Linked DNA regions of Sus scrofa: regions 1 and 2 are each linked to region 3. Evidence: chromatin contacts called from public HiChIP or PLAC-seq data. All regions are on one chromosome and are shown on one strand. Each heading gives the region's core, a stretch centred on a gene start, on an enhancer-like site or on the middle of the called end of the contact. The rest is flanking DNA. Distances are from core to core; before and after follow the strand shown.

Evidence for each region. HiChIP or PLAC-seq counts read pairs in DNA pulled down with a chosen protein or histone mark.
Region 1: an H3K27ac HiChIP or PLAC-seq map of skeletal muscle shows a contact between it and region 3. The contact joins the promoter of LOC106506784 here to the enhancer-like site in region 3. A contact is called at or near these places in 1 of 5 promoter capture datasets (liver), 6 of 47 Hi-C or Micro-C datasets (embryonic fibroblasts, heart right ventricle, retroperitoneal adipose tissue and 2 more) and 2 of 2 datasets of contacts at active chromatin or transcription factors (alveolar macrophages and skeletal muscle).
Region 2: a contact with region 3 is called in an H3K27ac HiChIP or PLAC-seq map of skeletal muscle, with 4 times the contacts expected there. The contact joins two enhancer-like sites. A contact is called at or near these places in 1 of 47 Hi-C or Micro-C datasets (embryonic fibroblasts) and 1 of 2 datasets of contacts at active chromatin or transcription factors (skeletal muscle).

What each region holds. Positions count from the first base shown.
Region 1 is chr1:133,012,276-133,016,951 of Sscrofa11.1, forward strand. LOC106506784 (basic salivary proline-rich protein 2-like) reads left to right here and starts at 3,336. Exons shown (of 3, transcript XR_002345566.1): 1 at 3,336-4,317. SPRED1 (sprouty-related, EVH1 domain-containing protein 1) reads right to left here and starts at 4,450. Exons shown (of 7, transcript XM_003121622.6): 1 at 3,276-4,450. The coding sequence starts at 3,307.
Region 2 is chr1:133,055,962-133,060,514 of Sscrofa11.1, forward strand. The region is part of intron 1 of LOC106506784 (basic salivary proline-rich protein 2-like); the gene reads left to right. Among named protein-coding and RNA genes, the nearest start is that of SPRED1, 42 kb to the left of the region's middle. Within about 2 kb of position 3,195, at least 27 of the 83 cell types and tissues checked have an H3K27ac peak or open chromatin away from gene starts, as enhancers often do. A contact at or near this core is called in skeletal muscle, where this site is marked.
Region 3 is chr1:132,880,700-132,884,716 of Sscrofa11.1, forward strand. No RefSeq gene overlaps it. Among named protein-coding and RNA genes, the nearest start is that of FAM98B, 63 kb to the left of the region's middle. Within about 2 kb of position 2,517, at least 34 of the 83 cell types and tissues checked have an H3K27ac peak or open chromatin away from gene starts, as enhancers often do. A contact at or near this core is called in alveolar macrophages, liver, retroperitoneal adipose tissue and 2 more, where this site is marked.

The sequences.
Region 1 (4,676 bases), core at 2,086-4,585, 130 kb after region 3:
TACATAAATTATATGCTTGTAAAGCATTTATCACAGTGCCTGGCACATAGTAAAAATCCAATAAATGAATATGATTATTAACACCATATGAAAAGTTTTGATTACATATCTGAATGTTAGAAATTCAAATAAGCTATTACCTATTCACTTTAAAGAATTTTGTACACTATCTGAAATAAAATATTACTCTTGCGTGGAGAAATTTGTTTTTTTTAATGGCACTATTAATGCAGTTCCAATTCCTACTGGAGATTGGAGAAGAAAAGGAGATTTTCACCAATCCTTCCCCAAATTTGGCATTGCATAAGACAAAGTGTTACAGACTTATAACAGATCTTTCAGTAATTCTTGATTAAACATATACTCACAATCAACCTCTAAAAACTATTCATCTCCCTACAAAGAACTTAATTTCAAATAGAGCGGGTACCAGATGATTTCAAAAGAAGGCCTCTAAAGGCCTTACTGGCCTTTTTAATCACAACGGCTATCTGGAAAAGGTTAATGATTTTCCAAAATATTGGTGATTTTCACTCTTTTTAAAGGTCAAAACTGGGTGAAAAAAAACATTCCAGTGTTAAGAACACTCTCTACTGTAATTAAATAACTATTGATTGTGGATTTAAAAAAGAGAAAAGAAAATGAAAAAAATACATAGAGGGCCAAATAAAATTCCTATCTCAAAGCAGTTTTAAACTATGCTAAGGCTTTAAGGGCGTCTGCCATAACCTACCTCTCTTGTTTCTTCATAATATATATGATTATAAGTAACAAAGTGACATTTCAAAACAATACTCTGTACATTAAAAGACAAAATATATAAACTTGTAAGATAAAGTCTACATTCCAAAAAAGTTCACTCTTTGGGGTTCAGCTAATGAACAAACAATGCTGGTAAAATTCATTACCAGAAGAACAAACCACTTACTAAAATAAAAAAAAATTTTTAAGTAAAACCCCCAAGAGTTTGTCCCTATGAAGAATATCTCATTGCAAAATATTGCATGCTAAATCATATAATTCTTCACCTAACAAAACATAACAAAACCCTTAGTAAGGAAATATCTACCAATAAAACAGGATAAATTTGCAAAAATAGAATTCTAAAAGTCTGGCTGAGTGAGATAATTTTCAAATTGACCCATATTGAGTGTGTGTGTGTGTATATATATATACATATATACATATATTTTTTAAAGGTAATGGGACCAGTAAAAATTGCCATTAGTTGTTTCAAACATCAACATCTTTGGAATTAAATCACCAGGAATATTTACTCATTTTCAGTCTAACAGCTGTATCATCCACTGATAATCACTACACCCAAAATTTGCACTCTCAATCTGTTCATGAAAAGTGTTAAAAAAAAAAGAGCCCACTTAAAAATTATATTTTACACGTGTGTCAATTCACATTCCCCTATCAGTTTTTCTATTAGCTACATCCAAAAAGAAGATACTTAATATTTTACTTTAAATATGGTAATTAGTCTTTTCCCACCAACATAGAGCTTAACATTTTAATCCAGATTACTTTCTTAAAAGACGATACTAGAAAAAATATCGTCAATCTGTTCAGGATTTTTAGCAGTTTTTCTCTACTAACTTTGCGTTATCTGAGATACTTTTTGATCTCTCTCAAAGTAGGTCTAATCTGCGGAAGGCAGTGAGACAGTGTACAGCACTGTGAATGGACAGCCAGGTATTTTATGAATGGACGCGATCACGTGATCCCAGCACCTCCCCGAACTGATATTTCCCACATAACTGTGTCAACATTCTGAGAACAGGGGTAGTTGTTTGTGTGTGCGTCTATTTTTGAATTTAACCTATAACTTCGAACTCTCCTTACTTTCTGAACTCAAAAATCTACAGCAAGGCAGACAGTTGAGCTTCTAATTTTTTTCTTGGGAAATCCTTTCAAGATGTCCAAGGTGATGGATGTTTAATTATTTTTTTATGAATGAAGAGTGTGCTATGCAAATGAGAACGATTCACAAAAAGAGAGAGAACATGGCGGCCACTTCTGCTTCCAGACTGCACTGACACTGCAGCAATCTACCTTCTCCCACACCCGCTCAGCAGAAGAGAGCGCTGGGGGGGGTGGGGTGGGGGACGCTGCAAGGCATTTCTCAAGCTACTTTACGTTAAACAAGCCTAGGCTTCGGACTTTAAAGTTCTCTCAAAAAGGTCTGACTTGAGGAATGCACATTACTTAAAGGAATGCGTCCTACTAGTCCTAACTCACTTAACTCTTTATAACTCACTTAACTCTTTATAACCCTCCAAAGATTATCAAAACCTGAATTTAATTACAAGAAACGGATGCTAATAAGCAGCATGGAATTAAATCCCGTCTCAACAGAAAGCGGTTGCCGCATCATTATTCCTCCAGGCAGCTGTTACGTTAAAGCAAAATATTCTAAAGGCACAGTATTTCGTTTGGAAAACATAAGGACAGCCCAAATAAACAAGAACTTAAGCCGGGATGCTCTAGAAGTTAATGAATGAAGTCATCAAAAAGGTCAGCAATGTAAACACTGTTAAATCAACGTAAATGGTGTGTTTCAAAATACAGCTGAGAGAGATAAAAATCCTTATAGCTGAGCGTTCAAAATCCTTCTACGCTCCTGATAAAGACAAGTCCAGCATTCGCAAGGCAAAACAGTATAGTTTAACATCTCCCACACTCAAGGTGTCCTTAATGCTATTAAATTATTAAAATGTTTCCCTCGCCCCATTTTTTTACAAGAATCCTACAGGTCACAAGTTTAAAAGGGGGGGGGGCTTAATCGGTATTTAAGAGTCACTGACTCATCGAATTAAGATTCAAGAGCAGTTTGCGGCAGGAGGTGCTCCCACACGTTAGTTTCCGAAAGAAACTGCTATAAAGGAGGCAGGACGGATATTCAAGGTATGCTGACCGGCATGCTAAAGTGAAAAAGGACAGGCCAGAGGTCTTCCAGGCACTGGGGTAATTTCTACCCCGCCTCCATGCATCTACAGCACTCCATCTCCCGAGCGCACAATTGCCATCCCAGCCCAACACTAAATACCTTCCCCCAGATGAAAGCAACTAAAGGCTGGGGGTGGGGGTGAGGGGGTGGGGTGCAGCCATTAAATAAAATGGCTAAAAAAACAAATGTTTTCTCCACAGCAAGATGCACCGAACTCTCCAGGGTTGCAAGCACCTAAGTCTCTGAGGGGTCTGGGGGAGTGCCAAGGAAGGGGGCTATGGGAGGGGTGGTAAGTAATCAAGATCAGTAAGGTGCTTACTCGTTGTCAGAAGTCGCCGTCTCCTCGCTCATCTTTCCCTCACCGTGATCCGATCTGGAGATGGAGGAGCAACAGCAGACGCAGGAGCAGCAGCAGCACCGAGGGGCAAGAGGCAGCGGCGGCCGGGGGGGCGCGGGGGCAGCGGCTCAGGGGCCTCACCATGGTGGATGTCTCACCCGGAACGGTACCCCCCCAGCCGGGAACCCCGGCCACCCCCGCAGGGGGGTGGCGGCGACAACCTCCACCGTGGCGACCCCAGCCTCTTCGCCCGCCTCAGCGCCCAGCCAAGAGATCCGAGGAAGCCAGGGAGGGTGGGAGGAGAAGAAAAAAGGCAGGGGGGCTGCAAAGGCAGACTGGAGAGCTGCTCCTCCGGCCACTGGGGTGGAGCGCGGCGGGGTCCGGCCAGGAAGGAGCGGGCGGGCGGAGAACCCAGGAGCAGAGGCGGCGCTTCCCTCAAGGATGCGGCGAGGAGGAAGCAGGGCTCCGCTCGGTGGGGGCCGGCGGGGGGGTGCCGAGCCCAGACCCGGGCGGCGGCAGCGCGGTCCTGCGGAAGCCCACCCCACCATCTCCCGCCTCGCGGTCGGCTGCCCTCAGTCCCCGGCGGCGACCGGGCCGGTCCTTCCGGACGAGCAGAAGCGGGCGAGGGGCCTCAGGGCGGCGGATTCCTCCAGACACGCTCTGGCCGGGACGGTTCCAGAAGAGGGAGGAGGGGGCGGCGGGACGCGTGTGAGGCAGGGGCAGGCGGACCGACCGCCCCCAGCCGGGCCGGAGAAGAGCGACGCGCCCCAGGGGCAGGGTCACGAGAAGCGTCGGGAGAGCGAGGGAGCGGCCGCGGGTCCCCCAGCAGCCTGCGCCCAGCAGCAGCTCGGCGGGTCAGCTCCTCACGCCCGCCAGAGGGGAGCCGCGAGGGGGGCGGCGGAAGCGCTCACGCCGCCCGCTCCTTCCGCCGCCGCCGCTGCCCGAACCGGGGGCGCCCGCGGGAGAAGGAGACGAAGTAGTCCCTGGCGATTTCCCCGCACCGCCAGCTTCCCGGAGAACCAGAGTGGGTATGGGGCGGGGTGGCCGAGCGGGGTGACCGGGCTGTGAGGGTGTAGTGGGTAGGAGGGCTAAAAGCTGCGACCTCAGGACGAATCACCGCAACTCGAAGTCGTGTGCAGCATAGCAAGTTTCAGGAAAGTAGTTCCCTCCTCCCTTCATTTCCCAAATCGTTGTCGAGCCACAGAGCGGGGAGAGGAGGAGGGAGGCGGAGGGATACGCAGGCACGGTGCTCGTGTGCGTGCGCGCGCTCCAAACTCTTGGCACGCCGCGGAAGGAGGCGGGGGTGGGAGCTGCACCGGGAGCAGCTCCGGAGGTTGCATTGTGGCGGCGCGGTACTCCCCTTAACTCGCTTTGGAATATCCG
Region 2 (4,553 bases), core at 1,945-4,444, 180 kb after region 3:
ACTCTGCTCTCTGAACGGTTCCTGTTGTGGGAGATGTTTTCTCTCAGCCTTGCCCCTCATGACTCTCCCTCAAGAGCAGTCTTAGAATTCCTCCCCTTTCCCAGAACATTCCTGCTAGGGGTTGCCTTGCCCCAGCAGGCAGGGCTCACAGGCAAGATCTTTCCAAGATGGCTCTAGCCTGGCTAACTTCCAGGACGATGGCTTAGCCCATGGGAAAACTTGGCATCACTGCCTGCAGAACCCTGGAGAAATGGCTACTCCCACTGCAGCCCTCTGGCTTTGTTCTGCCATTACAAGTCATTCTAGGCAACCTCTAGCTTTTAGCCTTTTGCAGGCAGGAGGCAGGCCCCTCATGCTGTGTCCCTGAGTTCCAGAGAACAAATTAAGGTCACCCAAGGGCTCTCTCACCATGTTCTCTTGCAAGAGCAGCATGGACAGATCCCTCTGAAGTTTTGTAGATTGAGATGGGTGAGATGCTTTTTCTCCCTCTGCTGAGCCCTCCATTCTTTCTTAGGTTTTCTCTTTCTTTCTCTCTTCTTGACTCTCTATTCAGCTCTTTCATGAGGAAGGGAACCCCGTAGAAAAGCCACATCCTTTTCTTTCTTGCTCTGGTCATCCTCTAATACTCTTTCAGAGACTGAAGCTGGGTGATGAGTTCAGGGTCATAGTATAGGGTTTTTGTCTACCTTTTAGTAGTTCTGAATGAATAACATAATCTCTACTTAGAATGTGGTGGAACATGTTGCTTACTGGTATTAATGCTGAAACCTCAGCTCAACAGGAAGTCCGCTTAAACACACACACACACACACACACACACTCTTCTAGATATTCTAGGTTCTTTCTTAACCTCAAATGGAAGTAGTCTATGTTTACCGTTTTAGATCTTGTTTTCTTAAGAGCAAATCTTAGACAACTTTCATCATCAGTACACATGGATTCAGTAGAATATTGCATCACAGGACTATTTACAGAATTCTGTTGTGACCAACAGTACTAAAGCAAAGAGTCTGTATACTTTTGGGAGCACATCTGCAGAAGGACTTCTTAGAAGAATTGCCTTGAATTCACAAGCAAAATTTGAAAGTATGTTGCCAAATTGCCAACTTTTTATCAGTTTTCACTCTAACTGTTAGAATGTGGAATGTCCATTTCTCCTCACCTCCACTAATCAGAGGATTTAAGAAGCATTTAAATATTTGTCAGTTGTATAGGTTAAAAATATAGGTATATATGATTTTAGTTTATATTTTTAGTTTCTTCAGTTTTGAGCCTGGTGAAACATCTTCCATGCATTTATTGGTCTTTTGAATCTTTTTTATGAGTTGTCTGTTCATTTCCTTTGCTCATTTTGTATTCATAATTTTCATGTTGATTTTTAAAGAACACCTTTTACATTGAGGACATTTGCCTTGTTCTAATATGTGAAATAAAACCTTGCCTCTAGTTCTTCTTTGATACATTAACTCTGTGTGTATCTTTAATTTTTTTCCTATAAAGAAGTTTTTACAATTTTATGTAGTAAAGTCTATCAGTTTTTTTCCTTCCTGGCATCTGGATTTCATGACATCCTTAGAAAGGCTGCAAAGTTCTAAAAATATTCACTGCTTTTCTTCTAGTGTTTTTATGGAATCTTTTTTTAAACATTTAAATGATCTTTATGGAATGTATTTTAGGGTAAAGTGTGAGCATTTTTAAATCTAACAAAGCAAATTTTTTTTTTTCCTTCCAAACAGCCCTACTCACAGCTTATGGAAGTTCCCAGGCGAGGCATTGAATTGGAGCTGTAGCTGCAGGCCTACACCACAGCCACAGCAACACCAGATCAAAGCCTCATCTGTGACTTATGCAGCAGCTAATGGCAATGTTGAATACTTACCCCACTGAGCAAGGCCAGGGATTGAATCCACATAATCACAGACAATATGTTGGTTTCTTAACCTGCTGAGCTACAATGGGAACTCCCAAAGCAAACTTTTTAACCTCATAGAATTTTCTAACTTCTTTTTCTCTTATTCACATCACTGAATGAAATTTAAGTTGTATTCAGAGTCCTCTTTTAAACACATCACTTCTCACATAGTTAAACACAAAGGCAAATAAAAAAAAAGGCAAAAACATTTTTGGTTTAAATTATGCCTACTGCTTACTTTCCAGGATTCTTAGCCTGACTTTAGGCTTTGTCCACTTGGGCCCATGCTTATTTTCATGGCAGTTACAATGTACTTTCAAATCCAGTGGTGAAAGAGGCAAGAATCTTGCTCCTCCTCATTTTTACAGAGGATGCCAAGAGAGGGGAAGTAACAGGCCCAAGTTCACAGAGCAATTTAGGGTGTTGAAATCCAAGGTTCTGAGCCATCCAGCCTGTTTCAGTAATCATCAGACATCAGGTACAAAGCCCAGGTAGAAAGAATTCTTCTGATTGCATCATTCACTAAATTACATAATCCACAACAAAAACAGCTAGAGGGCAGTGGACAGAGTAAAGCTTAGCCTGCTGAAATGTGCAGATGTTTCCGTGAATTGGGAAAAGGGCCTGCTCACAGAGATCATATATAATATTTGACAATGTGAGTCAGACTTGGGCATCGTTCAAGATTAATCTTATCCCCTTAATGAAATAGCTGATTGTTTTGACTTGTTCCTCTCTGCCTGTTCCAAGTTGCCTGACAGTGTGTTATGGAGACAGTCTTGCTGGGCTGAAGCTCTATTCTCAAATGCTGTGTTATGGAGTCCATTAAGAAGTTCAGAGGCTCTGTTTGGAGAGGCAGCAATCCAGTAAAGCTTCTAATTTTTCCATGATGACTGATGGATTTGGAGCACTCTTGAGGGGTGGCTGTATAATGCTAAGTGTTTAGCGTGTGCCAGCTTTGTCACCTTACATGAACCCTGCAACTACCTTTTATTCAAACCTCATCTTCTGAGGCTGCCTCAGAGGGATGGAGAATTTCTGACGTTGGAAGTTGGGAGAGACTGGAGAGAGGGTGGGCAGAAGGGTGGGAATGGAGGAGGGGAGGGGAGGGACACCCAAGAAAACCTGCTCATGTCTTAATGACCTGGCAGATTCCCTGCTTTAGTTTCATATGTCATTGGACTTCTTCCAGAAATGTTGTTTTGCAAAGGGTGTGGGGAGTAGCGTAGCGCCTCTGTGAATAGGATCCTCCTTTCCAGAAACAGGATATGGGAGAATTCGGCACCGGGAGGATCACTGTGTCCAAAACAGTGGGGAGAAGTCGGAAATGGTCTCTGTCTGACCAGCTGCTATTTTCTCTAAATTCAAGTGGCTCTGGGATGGGCCCCAGCACCTCATAATACTGGGAGACTGTGTTTAATCCTAGGTGCCCGAAGCTCTTCAGTTAGTCTGTGGTTTGTGCGGTCAGCCTTGACAACACCAGCTCAGTTGGAGTTACAGGCAGTGATTGTGCTCATCATAGAAAGGGTTCATTCCCTGATGTGCTTTCAAGTGCTGTGTCCTATGAATCCTGTTGGCAAGAGAACCATCCTCCACCCTAGCACTTAGTTAATAAATATGGCTTGAAAAGCAGCCAAAAATGCATATGTGTGCTGCACTGCTAGATTCCTTCTTGAAAGGGAAAAGCTCTTCTGAATGGAATGAGCAAAAGATTCTATTAATTAGGAGAACTTATGATGTGTCCCTATAGAATAAAGAAGAAAAGAATAGCTTGTGTTGCTACTCCACTGGTTCCTTTGTTGGACAAAGTTTATTGCTCTTGCGAAGAAACGGCTAGTCTGACCCCTCGGTTGTCTCTTTTCCCTGCGCTGTGCACACACAACTATTCATTAATGTCAACAAGACTTATGAGTGCATATCCGGTGGGGTGGAGGCAAAGGGGACCAGATCCCAAAGTCAACATCTTCGCAATACATTCCAAGATGAAAATGATCAAAGTCCCACTGGTCTTCGATGACTAACAGAAAACAAAGTGGAGCATTCAGGACATGGGTTAAAGAAGCAGCAAAAGATTTTAATTTTTTTTTTTCTGAATTGTGTTCATATGGGCACCAGATTCAAGGCATTTCAAGTCAGACCTGTCCCCAGGTGTAGTCAGATAAGGTCATCGGTGCTCACTGGGAAATAGCATTGATAAAAAGAATTTTAGGCTTCCAGAAAGAGGACGGAGAGAAGACCAGCCACTCAGGCAGAAGCCAGGTGTTACAGACTCTGAAACACACAACATTGGGACTATAGTAAGAGGAGGAGGAATTCAGTGGATCACAGAACTGGGGAGAGGCCTTTGGACCCCTGAGGAGGCAGAGGGATTTCTTAGTTTATTTCTGCCGTGATGAGCCTGTGTTTACACTGAGGAGGGTACCTAAGAAGATTTTTTTGGTCTCAACAGCTCCTTCAGACCCTCTTCTTCCTTTTTGGGCTACCCATGCAGCATATAGAGGTTCCCAGGCCAGGGATGCCACAGCTACAGCAACGCTGGAACCCACTGCAGCCGTGGAATCCAACCCACTCCTCCACAGGGTCAGGCTAGATCTTTAACCCACTGTGCCACAGCTGGAAGTCCCAGCACTTCTTCTTAATT
Region 3 (4,017 bases), core at 1,267-3,766:
AGATATATGGGTAGTAGCTCTCAGCCTTTTCAAGACATGGATTTTTTTGGGGAATCTGAGTAATTCTAGAGAATCCATCTTAAAAAAAAAAGAGAACATAAATCTTTCCTTCTTCCTTTTCTTTTTCCCCTCCCTCTCTTCCTCCCTCGCTCCCTTTCCCCTTATCTTTTCTCCCTTCCCATTTTTTTTTCCTCTCTTCCTTCTTAGTTCAGTCCAGAAATCTCAGGGGTCATGGGTCTGAGTGAAGAAGATGCATATGATATCTTTGGGAGGTGCCAGGGACCCACATGAGGAAATCATGGCAATGTGGGCAGTGACATCTCAGAGGCAGGTGGAGGCTCACAAAAGGAATACATACTAAGTGAGATGGAGGAGGAATGAGCAAGTAGGTATGTACATTGGGGATAATGGTCTCTGGGCTTCTCACTGTTGAAGAGGGTACTTACAAACATGGGAAGGGGAAAGCTAGAATGAACAATATGGTGTTGAATTGGAATCAGAATTAACCAAATAAAATTTACACACACACACACACACACACACACACACACACACACACACACAGATAAAGAAATAAAGATTATGTAAATGTACATCTTTGTATGCATATACATACATATATTCCTGGGTCTGTCCACTGAGAAGGCCTGAGAACAGAAACACTTCAATAACAATGAAGTACTTACCACCTGGATCTTGATCTCTAAGTACCGTCCTCCACCAACAGGTACTATTGGAGCTTACTGGAGAAATGGCCAGTTTCAGCGCTGAGACAGGGAAAGTATAATATGAGCCTGGAACATCTGAGTAAAGTAGGCAAAGTAAAAAAGTACTCAAAAAATGTTGGAGACATGTCAAAGGGCACAGAAGTGAGTGTGAAGGGGCTCACACTGGCCAATCTGGGGCAAGAGAGCATCAAAATAAATAATGATAAGAGTGGGTCATAACTCTTTTAAAAACCATGAGTCCACCCATATAAAATGAAATAAATAATAAATGCAGAAAAGAGAAAGCTTCACCTTACAGTAGGATGTCATAAGGAGTGTAGAAAGGGATGTTAAAACCAGCAGGTAAAGTTTGATGACTTTGATAAATGAATAAATAAATTGTACTATTAACAACCACAACATAAAGACAGTATTGGGGAAGCGAAACTACTCGAGTTTCCACTGACCAAAAAGAAGACAAAGGGAACTTCAATAGGGATAATAATCTGTAAAAGATTAAAATGTATCAAACATGTTTAATCCAAGAGTTCCTTTATTAAAAAAAAAAAAACTCAAAAAATCTCATTGACTGCTTCTGAAGGATTCTAGGAAACCACCTCTTTTAGAGATACACACTCAAATGTTTATAGATGAAATGATATAGATTCAACTCAATCCTTTTAGAATTTTCTTCAGAATACTTGATGTGGGGGAGAAATTTAAAGTATATATAAATAAGAGAAGCTCGGAGCTGAAAATTGTTGAAGATGGGTGCTTTGCATATATGCTTTATCTTGTTTTTATTCCACCTACTTTGCATAGGTTTGAAATTTATCATAATAAAATTTTCATTTTTTTCAAAATTAGTGTACAGTCTCAAGTATAAGGCCTCCACAAGTGGCATTCACAGGAGCCCAAGCAGAGCAAGAATACAAATGTAACAAAACCCAGGCTTAGCCTCTTTTGCCAAGCTGGTTACCTGGAAGGGTAGGGCTATCTGATGGAAGAAGGAACTTTTTTTAAATCGTTCACTTAGAAACCTTTAATTGCTCTTCATTGTGGGAGATCACCCTTTTCCAAATGTGCATAAAGGTGACTATCAGGGGCAGCAACTAAAAGCTAATATCACTGAGGACAACCTCTTCTCTCATTTGGAGAACTGCAATGGAGCTGTAAGAACCACGCAGATCCCGCAGCTGAAGCAAGGAACTATGAGAGAGAACAGCACAGTCGCCTGTTTCCAAGGAGCAGTAGCTGCAGCAGAAGGTCTGGTTTGCACTAACTCGCGGCCACTAGGAGGTGCAAAAGACGCAATGCAGACTCAGTGACAGGCGGGGATTACATGCATCCCCAGTTCCAGCAAGTGCTTCGGACTGCTTCAGAGAGGCTCAAAGCGTACACCTGGCAATTATCCCCAAGCAGCGTCCCTAAGGTGCGGGTGGCCTCAGGAACACAGGCCAACAAAACACAAGCACACACAACACCCAAAGCATTCCTCAATTCCTATAGCCCCCGGATGCTGGCTAATATCCCCAAACGTGTCATTTAGCGATTCCGGCCAGCTGTGTGAACTTGTATATTCCCAGGTTATTTGGCAAGCAAACATTAGGAACCCAGTTTTCAATAGATGCCTTTCAAAATGGTGACTGGCTTTGCTTCAGGTCACTATGACTTAAATGGCTAAAAAATGTATTTTAAATTGCAGGTGGTCTGCTGCTTGGAAATCAGCCTCCTCACACTGCAGCACATGCAGTATCCTTCTCCCCGCCCCAGCTTCACCCAAGCACCGACAGTCGGCCTCCCACACATTCCCACGCGGCGCGTGCACGGAGAGAAGAAAGGCAACGCCGGTTCTCAGACTGGCCGCGTGGGGAGCCTGACTCCTGGGTTTCCTCCCTAGTGATTTCCCGATGAGGCTGCTGCAGGAAGCAGCCCTGCTTTTCTCCCAGAGGAGGCCAAAAGTCAGAAGAGAGGAAAAGGCTGCTGGCAACGAGGCACACCAGCCCCCCCCCTCCTGGGCCCCAAGAGAGAGCAGGGGAAAGGTTGGACAAAAGATCCTGAACAGATCATTTTACCGGAATGGAGAGAGAAAAAGGAAGGTTTGTCTAAAGCTGATTCCTTTACTCCAAACACTTCTCATCCGGATGCCTCTGCATTCCTTCCTGGATTCTATCCCCCGCCCCCGTATATATCCCTTCATTACTAGTTCTGGAAATCAGTGAGTGTTAGGTTAGCACCGTGCTCATCCCACGGTGTCACCTAGCAACGTGATTTCATAAATAGCCACAAAAAGGGCTAAAACTTCTTTCAAAGACATCAGGAAAATCGCTTAGCACTTTTAGAGCTGGTGTGAAACAGTCCAAGTCTCAGCTCTCCAGTTCCCAGCCTCTCTTTTCCCATTCTTAGTTTGACCTCCCAGCATGTTTACTGTTTATACTCTTTTTTTTTTTTTTAAATGAACATAACATTTCCTTCTACAGGGTCACCTAACAGCTGTTCATGTAAAAGTCTCCCAGTGGTTTTGTGGACTTTATTCAGCTCAAAAACAACTCAAAAGCCAAAGCATTCCTGCTTAATCCTCATCTCTTGCATTTTAGAATAATTCAAATTAAAGTTGTAGAATACTAAGGCTGGGAAAGTAGGTAAGTTAAAACCATCCTAACCAGATAAAAGTTTTACAGTTTTATTAAAAGTTTAAATATACAAGAACAAAAAGGGTGCCCTTAACTAGACCAGTATCTGGCAAACATTAATTAACTTAAACATCCAACATACATATTTCAGTCATCTGTTATATTTTAAATACTGTTCTGGGTGACAATACAAGGATGAATAAGGTTATGCCATTGAAGGATTCACAAGGTAGTAAGAAATGGTAGGACATTCCCATTGCGAATGGACTAACTAGCATTCAGGACAAGCCCCAGACTCCTAATTCTATAGTTGTTAAAGATGGGGAGTTGCAGATGAACAACCTTCATATAAAAACCATGAGCACCCACCATGCTCCATGGCTGGAGCAAGGGGATACACATTGCTGCCATGTACTGTGACGAGAAACTGTGAGGTTTAGGAGGGAGAAGGGTCTTACTTGGGCTGTGTTAAGTTTGAGATGTCTAGTATATGCCCATTTCAGTCAACTAGGTGAAAAGTGGACATCCAGTCAAACTGGAGCCCTGGAGAGAGGTGGGTAAAGGGACTGTTAATAAAAGCAGGGGCAAGGGGACTGACAGTGATGGGGAAGGTCCCTAGACAAGCCATAGACCAGTACACTGACTGTGACCAGCTTCAGGCCAAACAGGACAAGGGG